Linked DNA regions of Zea mays: region 1 is linked to region 2. A link is a contact called in public Hi-C data. All regions are on one chromosome and are shown on one strand. The core of a region is the stretch at or near the end of the contact, and the rest is flanking DNA. Distances in the headings are between cores, read along the strand shown. Region 1 overlaps LOC103638427 (ubiquitin carboxyl-terminal hydrolase 9). Region 2 holds the start of LOC100382939.

The links. A called contact is a pair of places that touch in the nucleus more often than the background predicts.
Region 1: a Hi-C map of leaf shows a contact between it and region 2, with 5 times the contacts expected there. The contact joins the enhancer-like site here to the promoter of LOC100382939 in region 2. A contact is called at or near these places in 7 of 25 Hi-C or Micro-C datasets (bundle sheath, ear, endosperm and 2 more).

Annotation. Positions count from the first base shown.
Region 1 is chr1:125,636,157-125,642,040 of Zm-B73-REFERENCE-NAM-5.0, forward strand. It overlaps LOC103638427 (ubiquitin carboxyl-terminal hydrolase 9), which reads right to left. Exons shown (of 13, transcript XM_008661345.3): 11 at 4,511-5,074; 12 at 4,122-4,398; 13 at 3,312-4,019. The coding sequence ends at 3,843. Among protein-coding and RNA genes, the nearest start is that of LOC103638427, 20 kb to the right of the region's middle. Within about 2 kb of position 3,210, at least 11 of the 20 cell types and tissues checked have an H3K27ac peak or open chromatin away from gene starts, as enhancers often do. A contact at or near this core is called in bundle sheath, ear and leaf, where this site is marked.
Region 2 is chr1:125,220,938-125,227,002 of Zm-B73-REFERENCE-NAM-5.0, forward strand. LOC100382939 reads right to left here and starts at 1,372. Exons shown (of 1, transcript NM_001175625.1): 1 at 156-1,372. The coding sequence starts at 1,174. The coding sequence ends at 539.

The sequences.
Region 1 (5,884 bases), core at 1,960-4,459, 420 kb after region 2:
ATGTAAGATTACTTGTGAATAATGTGTGTTTTGCAGAGCAAATGGTAAGTTAGGTCACAATGCAAGAAGTTGTGCTACAACCATGAAACCAGTCCCTCAGATGAGAACTTGAAGCGATGGCTGAAAAAGGCGAATCAAATGATGAAGGTCTTCATATCCTAAGAGTCGAAGGAGTTGTCGGACACTTGGTATAGAGTTAGGACTTATATTTTTATTTTAGTCGTACTATAAAGAGGGTTGTGTATGAGTAGTTTGACCAAGAGATAACTAGTGTAGTGTCGGTCCATGTTCACACTCAAAACTAGTGCTAGGTGTCACTCTAGAACTCACTCACAAGCTAGAATCGAAATTGGATTAGGAAACCTCAAGAAAAGAAAGTAGGGATGCTACCCTAGGGGCATAGGACTGTCTAGTGTGCACTGGACTGTACGGTGGTCCCTGGACAGTTTGCCCGAGAGCGCCTGAGAGGAAACCCTGAGAAGCCCAGAAACCCGAGAGCAAACAGTTCTGACAGCTGATTTTTTGGCCTGCACCGGACTGTCCGGTTGTACCGGACAGCTAATGTGCTATGTCCGATGCAACTCTAAAGCAATGGCTAGTTATGAGAACTAGCCATTGGATATGCACCGGTGGCACACCGGACTGTCCGGTGCGCCCATGCTCAGTAGAGTTTGCAACGGCTAGTTTTTGTGGGTGCGTTATTTATACCCCCTCCACCAGCCATATTGAATGTCTTGCTGCCCCAGCCACCTAGAATTTATTGCTAGAGCATTGCAAGTCCATAAAGCCTAGTGAGGTGATTAGCAAAATCATAATCCCATGGTAGGACCTCATTAGTGCGCATCAGAGCCACCTAGAGCACACATCGCATGCATTAGGCTTCTCTTGGTCAAGCGAAAGTCTATGGCTTGTTACTCTTGGTAATCGGCATCATCTAGATGGCTCAGTGGTGATTGGAGCTCCGTGATCACCCCGGAGGATTTGTTGGTGACCCGACTCAATGGTTGTACGTGGTCGTGAGGGATCTACCGCGCTAGAGAGGCAAAAGATCATCTCATAGTGAGCACTTGGTTCTTGCGAGGACCAAGGGGGAGTGATACCCTTGCACAGGTGCTCCAACGAAGACTAGTGGAGAGTGTCGACTCTTCGATACCTCAGTACTTTGAGCATTTTACAGTACTTTTTACATTCACTTTGTGCATTTTACTTTGAGTATTTGCCATAATGACTTAGTCTTGTTCTCCATTTCATAGCTTTTACTTCTTGCTAGTAGATTGGGTGAAGTTGAGCTCTTGTTTAGGGTTTAATCTTTTGTAAGAATTTTAGAAAAGCCCAATTCACCACCACCCTCCCTCTTGGGCATCGTGATCCTTTCAGACCTAATGTCTCAAATGTTGTCGAATCCTCCTCTAGAATTGATGCAACAATTGGCGAGTGTGGTGTCTATTCAACAGATGACCACTCAACCTCCACAGATGCAACTAATTCCAGAAGCTCAACCGCCATCTTCCATAGATTGTACAACTGTCCCATGCTCTGTCGCGTCTATGGGAAATAAGGTCTGTTATCCAGTTGATGACATCACAAGGCCTATGGGGTGCACCCTAGTTATAAGATATGGTATTAACAATATTCGTATGAAGAAAGTAGCCACAGACCTTGCGATCCTAGGACGCAACTTCCATGGAGACAAAATTATAGAAGATTATTACAGGATAGAAGTCATGACGGTCATCCAAGGATCCGAGGACGACATGCTAGACATCCCTAGGCCAGAAGGTATTGAGACACTTGGACATGCTATCAAGAATTTCATCCTTTGGCCTTGACGGGATGTCCAATTGGATGATCCACCACCGTCATTGTCACATGTCCGACCCCTAACGCAAGAGTCATCACATCTAGATCATATTATACAACCGTCATCACCTCCTCAAACTTCACTTGGTGCTGCTCATCCTCTTTCTGACCCACCGTCTCCGCCACAAGCATCGCCATTCAGGGCTCCACCACCTTCTCCACCCCCATACTCATCCTCTCTGTGACCTACTGTTTACGCCACCAGCAAGGGATCCACCTTCTGCATAGCTATCAAGGAATACACCTTCTCCACAGCCAAAGAAGCCTAAATTTTAACAATTTTTTGGTATGTTTAACTTATAACCTAGCTCGAGCACTGAAAAATTGAGTGACGTAGAGCCCTGAGAAGCGTGTGACGTCCACGACGCACCGCGGCTGCTCAAGCTCATGGGCGCCCGGGCGTCGGCCAAGGCGCCCAAGTGACTGTGGTCCAAGAACGTCATCGTGCTGCTAGACCAAATTATGGACTTCGCATCGGTGACCCCGGACACAGACCCTTACCACATCGACAAGGGAGACACTGGAGGTCGACCGTGTCGGCCCATGGCGTTCGGCTTGCTCAGCGGGACGCTCCTTGGGGAGCACGTGGACGAGGAGGGCCATCTCCGAGTGGACGACCACCTACACGTCGACTACAAGTACAAAGTAGAGATCGAAGAGCGCCTCGACGGTCTACGCAGGGAGAGGCATGGTGCGGTACGAAGAAAACAATTTGCATGTGAAAAAATAGAACAAAACGAAATGTTACATTGTGTAATTAGTTACATGGTGAATAATTTTATACCAACCCCACGAAATCATAGTCCTGAATAGAGATGGCAATGGAGACCCGATCCCCCGTGGCGAATTCTTCTATTAGGGCCAGTTTAGGAGCCATAAATCCAAAGGAGATTGGACGGGCTAAAATTCCCTTCTTATTCAATTTTGAATGAGGAGATTTTAGCCCCTCCAATCCCCTCTAGTTTTTAGACTCCCAAACTAGCCCTTATAGGATGAGGATGGAGAGGTTACTTCCCCGCAGGAATGTAAACGGGAAAATTTTTCCCCGACGAATAAATAGGGATGGGGAAGCACACGGAATCACAATCGGTGTGATTGGGGAAGCACACGGAATCACAATCGGTGTGATTGGTTACCTGTGCTTACTTATTCAGCCTCTCTAGATGAATTGACCAAAGGGCAGCTCCTGGTGTGATTGGTTACCTGTGCTTACTTATTCAGACTCTCTAGATGAATTGACCAAAGGGCAGCTCCTGGTTGCTTGCACGCAAGGCTCTGCACCGGGGCTGCAGCGGAGGCCAAAATGATCACCTCCGGCTGCATGGGTAAGTACGCAGCGAGCGTCCCGTTTCCTACGAGCCAAGCTCACATGAGGCAGGCCACACTCCACTCAACCAATCACACCGAATAAGGCTAAGTGCTGATGATTGGGCATTTTAAAAAAACAACCGTAATCAAAATTTGCTGTAGCACAGCTGTAGCTTAGGCAAAAAAAAATATGCAGCGTTTTTACACCATTTTTCCCAGTTGCAATCCCTTGGCTACACCAATAACAATAGTAGACCCTAAGTGCTGCATCAGCGTATCAGCAAAATTTTCAATTAAGGTCATCGTTTTCTCGGATACCTGTCAAGATCAGTTCTACTCAAATGGGTATCAGTAAGTCCAATCATAGCCTGTTTGATTGGGAATATAATTTGTCCATATTATATAATCTAACTTATTTTGAACTAACACTTAGTTCAAAATAAGATAGGTTATATAATCTGGGCAGATTATAATCCTAAACACCAGGCCCTCAATCATATAGATGTGCAGATCCAAGCTACCACGCTATTTCGACCTCAGTTGTCTGCCATGCCTCAAAATGTCAAAGGCTTCATACACAAATATTCCATTCCGGAGCAGACATGCAAATTCCATAACTCTTCTGATCTCCATATCTCGATCCACATGTTATACTCAGGCTTTGATCTGGGGAACTATGTCTCTAGCGAATCAACCATTTCAATGTCAACTGGACCACCGTTTGCCGCTGTACTTGAACCTCCAACTCGTCGGTAGAAAAGAACATATGCTGCAGATCGCCTGATCTCATCCTCATTAACAGAGGAAACATGACTGTCATCAAAATGATACCAATTGTCCTCTTCAACTAGCTGCAAGTGACAGTATACAGTTCAGGAAGCTGGCAAGCACGCATACAATAATGCAAACATATATACATACATAATTTAACAGCGACACAAAAATGCAGGTACCTTCGCATATGCAGAGTAGTGTCCACCACCGAGACCGCCATAATGATTTATCACTGCATAGAGTTCATACACGGGGTGCTGGTCACCTCTTGATGTAGGCTTCACATACTTGCTCATATTGAGGTCATGGATCGGAAAGTTCACAAATGTATCAAGCTTATTCTTCATATACCGGCTGTACGAGAACCTTTTCAAATGAACTACCAATATCTCAGGCAACCTCCACAAGTCCAGTTTCTTGCTAGCTTGCCTGTGTTCCTTGCACCCAGGACAGTACCTGTTTAGAGGCATGACAAAAGTAAAATCCATCAAACATCAACAAAAGGTTGATTTCAGATGAGGGCAGTTTGCAGAAGCATCTCAGTTAACAGTGCCAGAAAATTACTAACCACATATCATCTGGCCCTAGAGGCTCCTCCTTCAGAAAAGCATCCAAGCATGAAAATAAATTGACTGCTTCTTGACGGGTCTTCTTTGACATAAAACCAGGCTTGAAGACTTCAGGAAGTACATCCATGTGATCAATATTGTACATCCCATGCTCTTTCTCACCCCAATCCATCAAAACCCTAATAACTAGTCCTAGAACACGATTAGAATCCATGTCTATAGCATTTCTTGTACTACCTTTTTCATCAGTCAATGAAAGCTGAAACGGTAAAAGCTCATTGTCAGCTGCATTATCGTCCTCCCTTGATCTTGATGTAGAGAGACCCTCCTCACTGGTGGTGCCATTATCGGTCAGGACAATACCGTCCAAACTTGGCCCATTGCCATTTAACTTGACAGCAGACACATCAGGGCTATGTGCTTTTGCTCTTACAAATGGAACCAAGACAGAAGATACAGCCGCATAAATATCAGATTTTGCAGTAGAGTCATTTGGAATACAAGTCACAATGGGGCACCCAATGAGCTTCCTATTGATATTAAACTGAGGCTCCACAAGAAATCTGGGTGAAGTATCAAATGCTTATCAAACAACACGGCACACAATACAAGATAAAGTATAATCAGCTGGTTCTTTCGATGGATTAAACTGCTAGTCATCAATCGCAGAGAAAAAACTGAAATAACTAAACAACATAAAGAAGAAAGTACAACCCATATATATGGCTTTTAACATATCAAAGACCATAGACCATGATCGCAGGTGTGTTTGGTACATTCACCTCGCCTCGACAAGCGATGCCAGCCTTGCCAGCAGTGGGGAGAAATTTGGCTGGCTAGGACTGGCGTGGGAAAACATTGAAATCATGAGCCCAGAAGAAATAAGCAAGAAAACTAAACCGCTAGCAGCAAGGTCAGTTTCTCGGTTCTCGCCCGGTTAGCTAAGGCCTAGCAAGGGTTTCAAACAGTCCCTAACAGACAGAAATATCATGTGTGTCAGGGCCTAAGGAGGCCCACGGAGTGGCTGCGGCAGCAGCAGCCATGGGCCCTCCAAGGGGTATTAGATAAGGATAGTTAGAGATAATATTAGAAAATTAGTTGAGATTATCTAGAAAGGTTATCAGTTAGTTTGTTGAGAGTTTTTAGGAGAGTTTTAAGGAGGCAAGGATCTGTAGCTAGACAAGGGCGGCTAGCCGGCCTATTTATGTAATCAATGGATGAGAAATAAAGTAGACAGGAATTAGGAGAAACCCTCCTCTTGCTCGGCCGTGAGCAGAGGCCCCCGACCGACGTTCTTGCCTCTCTAATCCCTCACAGATCTAGCGACCATAACATCTGGTATCGGCTTAGCTTGGGTTTCGATCCGATCCCAT
Region 2 (6,065 bases), core at 122-2,621:
AGTCGTTAGAAACACTAGACCTATTCCTCATTTTATTACTTCGACCACTCATCGGATACGAAACACCGATTTAATCATTCTCGCATAACCTATGTCGTTAAACTTAACTTAGCTATGCAGCATAACGACATCGCAATCGGGGACACAATTAACATGCTGCAGGTAGCCCCGTATTCCTACAAGCGTCAAATAAATACGTGCCTGAGCTACAAGCGGAATACTCGTCGCGACATACATACCTATCAATTCATTTATTGAACTAGTCAATAAAAATAGCAAAGCAGCTCACCGTTCCAATATCTGACTCGAATCCGCGAGATCGGTAATGATTTTCCGGTCTAGACAATTTGTCGAGCGCTTGGCAGGTACATTACGAGCTTCACGCACACCACCACATGACCAACTCTCAACACCGATCAGACTTCATCCGAGCAGAGGATGGCGAACAACGGCAAGGCGAAGCTCATCGACGAGGTCGAGCAGAGGATGGCGAGCGAGCGCACGCCGGGACTTGCAAAAACACGAAGACGATGGCATGCTACCCACATGAAAAACGAATGCAATTCCACGGCAGTTTCACGAACGCGACGAGGACGCAGCAACAGGAGCTACACTCGGCGATGGAACTCGACAGCGGCGATCTGGGCGAGCGCAGCAGGGAGCCGGGACGAGACCGCGACCGAGCGAGCTCTGGCCGGCATGGGCGCGACGGCCAGGGAGCTACGCGCAGAAGCGAAGCGACCGACGCGCAGAATAGGGAGCAGAGAAGCAGACGCCGAGCTGGGGCGAACTGCGGTGCACAGGAGCTGGGCGCGCGGTAGAGACCGAGCGCCATGGGGAGCAAGCAGCGGGCGCGGCTGTGAGAGAGATCCGTGCGGGGGAAATTCTGGGTGCCACGAGAGAGAGCAGAGCTCCGGCCGGGCGCGCGCAGAAAAGAGGACGAGGGCGCTGGGGCTGGGCGCGGTCCGAGCAGAGAGGGAGATGAGCGCCGAGCTGAAGGAGGAAGCCGCGGCGCTAGGAGCTCCGAGCCGGCGCTAGGAGCTCCGAGCTGGGACTGGGAAGCAAGGGCGCGGCCAGGCGAGTACCAAAGACGAGACAGGGAGCTCCGGCGATGGGAAGTCAGGGACCGCGGGAGAGAGAAACAGGAGATCGGCTGGGGTTTTGGCGAGGCCATGGCGAGCAAGAAGCACAGCGCGCGGCATGGGAGCTTGAGAGGAGGGAGCTAGGCGCAGCGCTGGGCGCTGGCCAGTAGGGAGGAGCAGAGGGCGCGCGGTGATGAGAGATTAGGGGAAGGAGGCCGAGCTGGAGCTGAGCGTGCGCCATGGAAGCCGTGCGGTCGGCCATTGAGATGGGCAGAGGGAGCGCACAGGAACTCCATGGCTCAGGAGCGAGCAAGAAAAAATCAGGGAGCAAGGGCTCGCGGGGAAGATAAGCACGCCACCGGCGGCCAGATTTTTTTGTCTTCCCAGCAGCCCAAGCGGATGAGGACGACTGGGTGTAGAAATCAGAGGAGATAAGGACGGCAGCGGCTTCAGAAAATATCCCAGGCCAGCGCGAGCAGGGAAAGTGCGGCCAGGGGAAAATTTTTAGAGAGAGAGAGAGAGCAGTAGGAAAATGAATTTGTGTAGCCTTGCGCAATTAGATAAAGCCGATGGCCAGAAAATCAATATAAAGTCTAAGCGGTGGTAAATATCATAAAAGGATATTTTATTTGGTAAAAGGAATTTTAGAATATTAGAATTTGAGCCTAGACAAGATGTAAACAAATCTAATTAAAACAACACTTTAAAAATAAAAAAAAATAAACTGTGCGAGCCGAATGCGGCGTCGCAATCCCTCGGAGACGACATCAGCATTGTCACGGGAACGAGATATGGACGGATTAAACCAGACGAGATCAGATTTGATATTTTAGTCGATATTTGATTTAGTTGAACCTAAACGAATTTCACCTGCTATCCAAATATTCGATCGGAGAACAATTCAATTAACAACCCTACGTCTGGTTTTTCTTGGATTCCGAGTGTGGTCTGATTTAATTTTACATTAAAACTTTTGTCACCGAGTTAAAATTAATTTGCCCGGGATAAAATCGTAAGAGTAGGTCGAGCTTCCGAATTCGTATTCGCGTGAGCGAAGACTTTTAAATAATCACCGGACACACCGATTTTTGGAACAACTATGTTCCGAACATCACGAAAAATTAGGAAGAGCCCGGATAGATAAAAACGATGTCGAACTCGCGACAGACGAAACAGATGCGATATTAAAATCGCAATAGGCGAAGATGATTAAAATTTAGCATCCAGTTTATCCACTGATATTACGTGCTTAAATCCGTACTCGTTGTCGAGCAGAATATAAACACCAAGGGTGTTACAACAGGAAGGCAGTTGTTGGATGAAATTCATGTGGGGCAATGTGGCATACACATAGCATCAAGAACATTAGTAGGGAAAGCTTTCAGGTTCGGGTTCTACTGGCCAACAGCAATGTATGATGCGGCAGAGTTAATTCAGAAGTGTGAAGCATGTCATTTCCTATCAAAGCATCAACACTTGCCCACCCAACAGTTGCAGACTATTCCTATAACCTGTCCTTTCGCGTGCTGGGGGCTGGACATGATTAGGCCATTCAAAAAAAAGCTCAAGGAAGATATACTCACATACTCGTCGCCATTGAAAAGTTTAAAAATGGATAGAGTACAAGCCCATCGCCTCTTTGACCTCAGCAAAAGCGGTGGAGTTCATTCAAGAAATAATGTTCAGGTTTGGGATACCTAACAGCATCATCACAGACCTGGGATCTAACTTCACTAGCTCAGAGTTCTTTGATTTCTGCGAGTAGAGGAGCATCTAGATCAAGTATGCATCAGTGGCACACCCAAGAGCTGATGGGCAGGTGGAAAGAGCCAGCAGGATGATGCTTGATGCACTCAGGAAAAAGGTGTTCGACAAGAGCAAAAAGCTTGCAGGAAAATGGATCAGAGAACTACCGTATGTGGTCTGGAGCCTACAAACCTAGCCAAGCCGGGCCTTGCATGGAAACACCCTATTCTTCATGGTATATGGATCGGAGGTGGTATTACCAGCGGATTTGATCTTTGGAGCACCCAAACTAACATTTGAAAGCATAGCTGAAGCAGAAGCAACCAGGTTGGAAGATGTTGATATATTAGAGGAGGAACGTCTAAATGTTGTCATTCAATCGGCCAGATACCAGCAAACCCTGAGGCGGTACCATGACAAAGTAGTGCGACATCGATCCTTCGCAGTAGGAGATCTAGTCCTCCGCCGAGTGCTGACGGGGTCATTCATCATTGCAGAGGTTACCCGACCAGGATCCTACCGACTTACCCAAATGGACGGAACCAAAGTGGGAAACTCATGGAATATTGAACACCTCAAGACATTCTATCCGTAGCAGCATCTCAAGACTCTAATGAGCAAGCTGTACTTTGTAAGCAAAAGGATTCATTATAAATAAAGCTTCTGTGTTCTGCCGCATACAAACTCTCAACCAACAAGTAGGTTTAAGTCGAAAACGACTTAAAACCGGCACAACATACCTGCATGCTTACATGACTTAAGGGTGATTACTATACCCTACTAATAGAGCAATCGGCTTAAGTCAGAGACGTCTTAAGTCGGTGCAACTTGCTGTCACACCCGGATTTAAGGAACAAAGTCGGGTGCATCTCATACATGCGCTAAAGAAGACAACATATATAATAACAGAGTGTATATAGATAAATGTCACAATAATCAAAGTATTTATTACAAAGCGAAAGTCTTACAAAATAAAAGATAAATATAAAAGGATCTAAAATCCATCCTTGGCGCCAGAAAGTCAACTGGGAGAGGCCACCTAGATCGAATCGAACTCTTTGTTGTGGCTCCTCTTGAACCACCTGTTCTTCTCCTGTGGGGGTGTTAGATAGCAAGGGTTAGCTCACACATTTTCATCGCTCAACAAGTTGTGGGGAATAATGTGGCATGAACTCACCAAAGGTGGGAGTTCATGTGATGTGTAAGGCTGATCAACAGTAAAGGTTAAAGCTGAGCATTGCTTATAATAAGTTGGTCAAATTTTATTAGCAGTTACTAAATGTAAGTGAATACCAATCCATAATAAAATAATAGAACAAAATTAATAATGAATCCCATGCAAATGCAAATGACAAATTGAGTTTAGGTTCCACATTTAATCATGCGAGAGTCCTGAGCTGCTCATGACCGTGAGCTCGGCTAGTATACCAGTTTTACACTCTTCAGAGGTTGTACCCTATACCCACAAGTCGTATATCCCATGTTGCCAGGATTAGCTAGACCCTTAGACACTACCGAGGTGAATGGCTATGGATCCACTATGAGGCCTTTACAAAGTTCCACTAGCTTCCGAAAACCCGCTACAGTTATGGGAAGAGCACTTGCAAGAATCCCTCGTCTGACCGCCATCTCAGCAAAATCAACCCGAGAACCTCCTTGCATGCAACTCCCCTACTGCCCTTGCCCCTTTCGGGTAAGGTAGCCTTCCACTAGCTTTCCTAATTAGTCAGCCAGGGGCGTCCCATTCCACCCTTGTGGTGGCACGTGTTTCTCAAATTAAGGTCCATGTTCCAATTAAAGATTATGATCTTGTCATGAACATAAATAAAATAACAGAATAATTGGAACATGGATATAATGAAATATTAATCCCAAAACCATTTAGAGCAATAGCAAACTACTCAAGTGAATCAGGGGTAAACAAGGTAAACAGGATAAACATACTAGGGTGTCCTATTGGGTCCCTTCAAAATTAAACCTATGCATGAATAAATGACACTAAAGAACATTATTGGGTAAATGAAGGTGATCAAGGGCACAACTTGCCTGGCACTTGAGATTCCAGTTACCAGGGTGATTCTTCGGATCCTCGTGACCGCACTGCTAGTCGTAGCAATACAAACAATCATAGTATAGACAAAATTAACATCACACCAAATATAAGAACATACTGCATAATAATGATCTACGCGTTGCTACGAGATCGTGGGAACGAGAACCACTAAAATCGGAGTTACGTTTAAGGAGTTATGATTTTATAGAAGATCTATGTGACTAAAATATTAAACCATATTATAAATTGGTTAATATAAATCATATGAGAGGTTATTCTATAAATAGTTATCTCAACTTTAATCTAAGTCATAAATTGATCATAGATCATCTTCTATTACATTAATAAGCAGATTAACAAAACTAACCAACATAAGTTAAATAAAGATATAATTATAAAATAATGAGACATGGTTTAATAAATATTGTTATTGTGTAGTAAATACTTGTACAAGACTAATTGTCACACCCGGTTTTGGAAGGTAAACCGAATGCGAACCATGTACATGCCAGGATCAGAACTCACGTACACAACGATTACATAATTGGACATCATCACACAATGCTTGAATTAAATAGCGGAAAGGTACTTAGTTACATCAAGATATCTGAGACATCCACAGAGTCTATTACATAAACATAGTGTTTAACAATAACATCAAAGTGTGGAGTATCGAAACGTAGAATGTAAGCCTACACAGGCAGCTAACTCGGGGCTTGCCACTAAAGTAACTAGAACTCGTCGTAGTCCTGGAACTTCTCAAAGTCCCCCATGTTACCAGCTAACTGGGGGTTTGCCACTAAAATTTTTGGACCTGACTTAGTGACTGAAGCCGAAAGGAAGGTCAAACTAATCAGGAAGAATTTAGAAGCTGCTCAGGCCAGGCAAAAGAATTACCATGATAAGAGAAGGAAACCTCTCCAGTTCGAGGTGGGAGATTTCGTTTATCTCAAGGTATCACCCACCAAGGGAGTGCAGAGGTTTGGGATCAAAGGCAAGTTAGCCCCTCGCTACATTGGACCTTATGAGATCATAGAAGCATGTGGACCCGTGGCATACAAGTTGAAGTTACCTCCAAAAATGTCTGCCATCCACAGTGTGTTCCATGTATCTCAACTGAAGAAGTGTGTTCGATTGCCGACTGAGATCATAGCAGAACCAGAATTGGAGATAGAACCAGATCT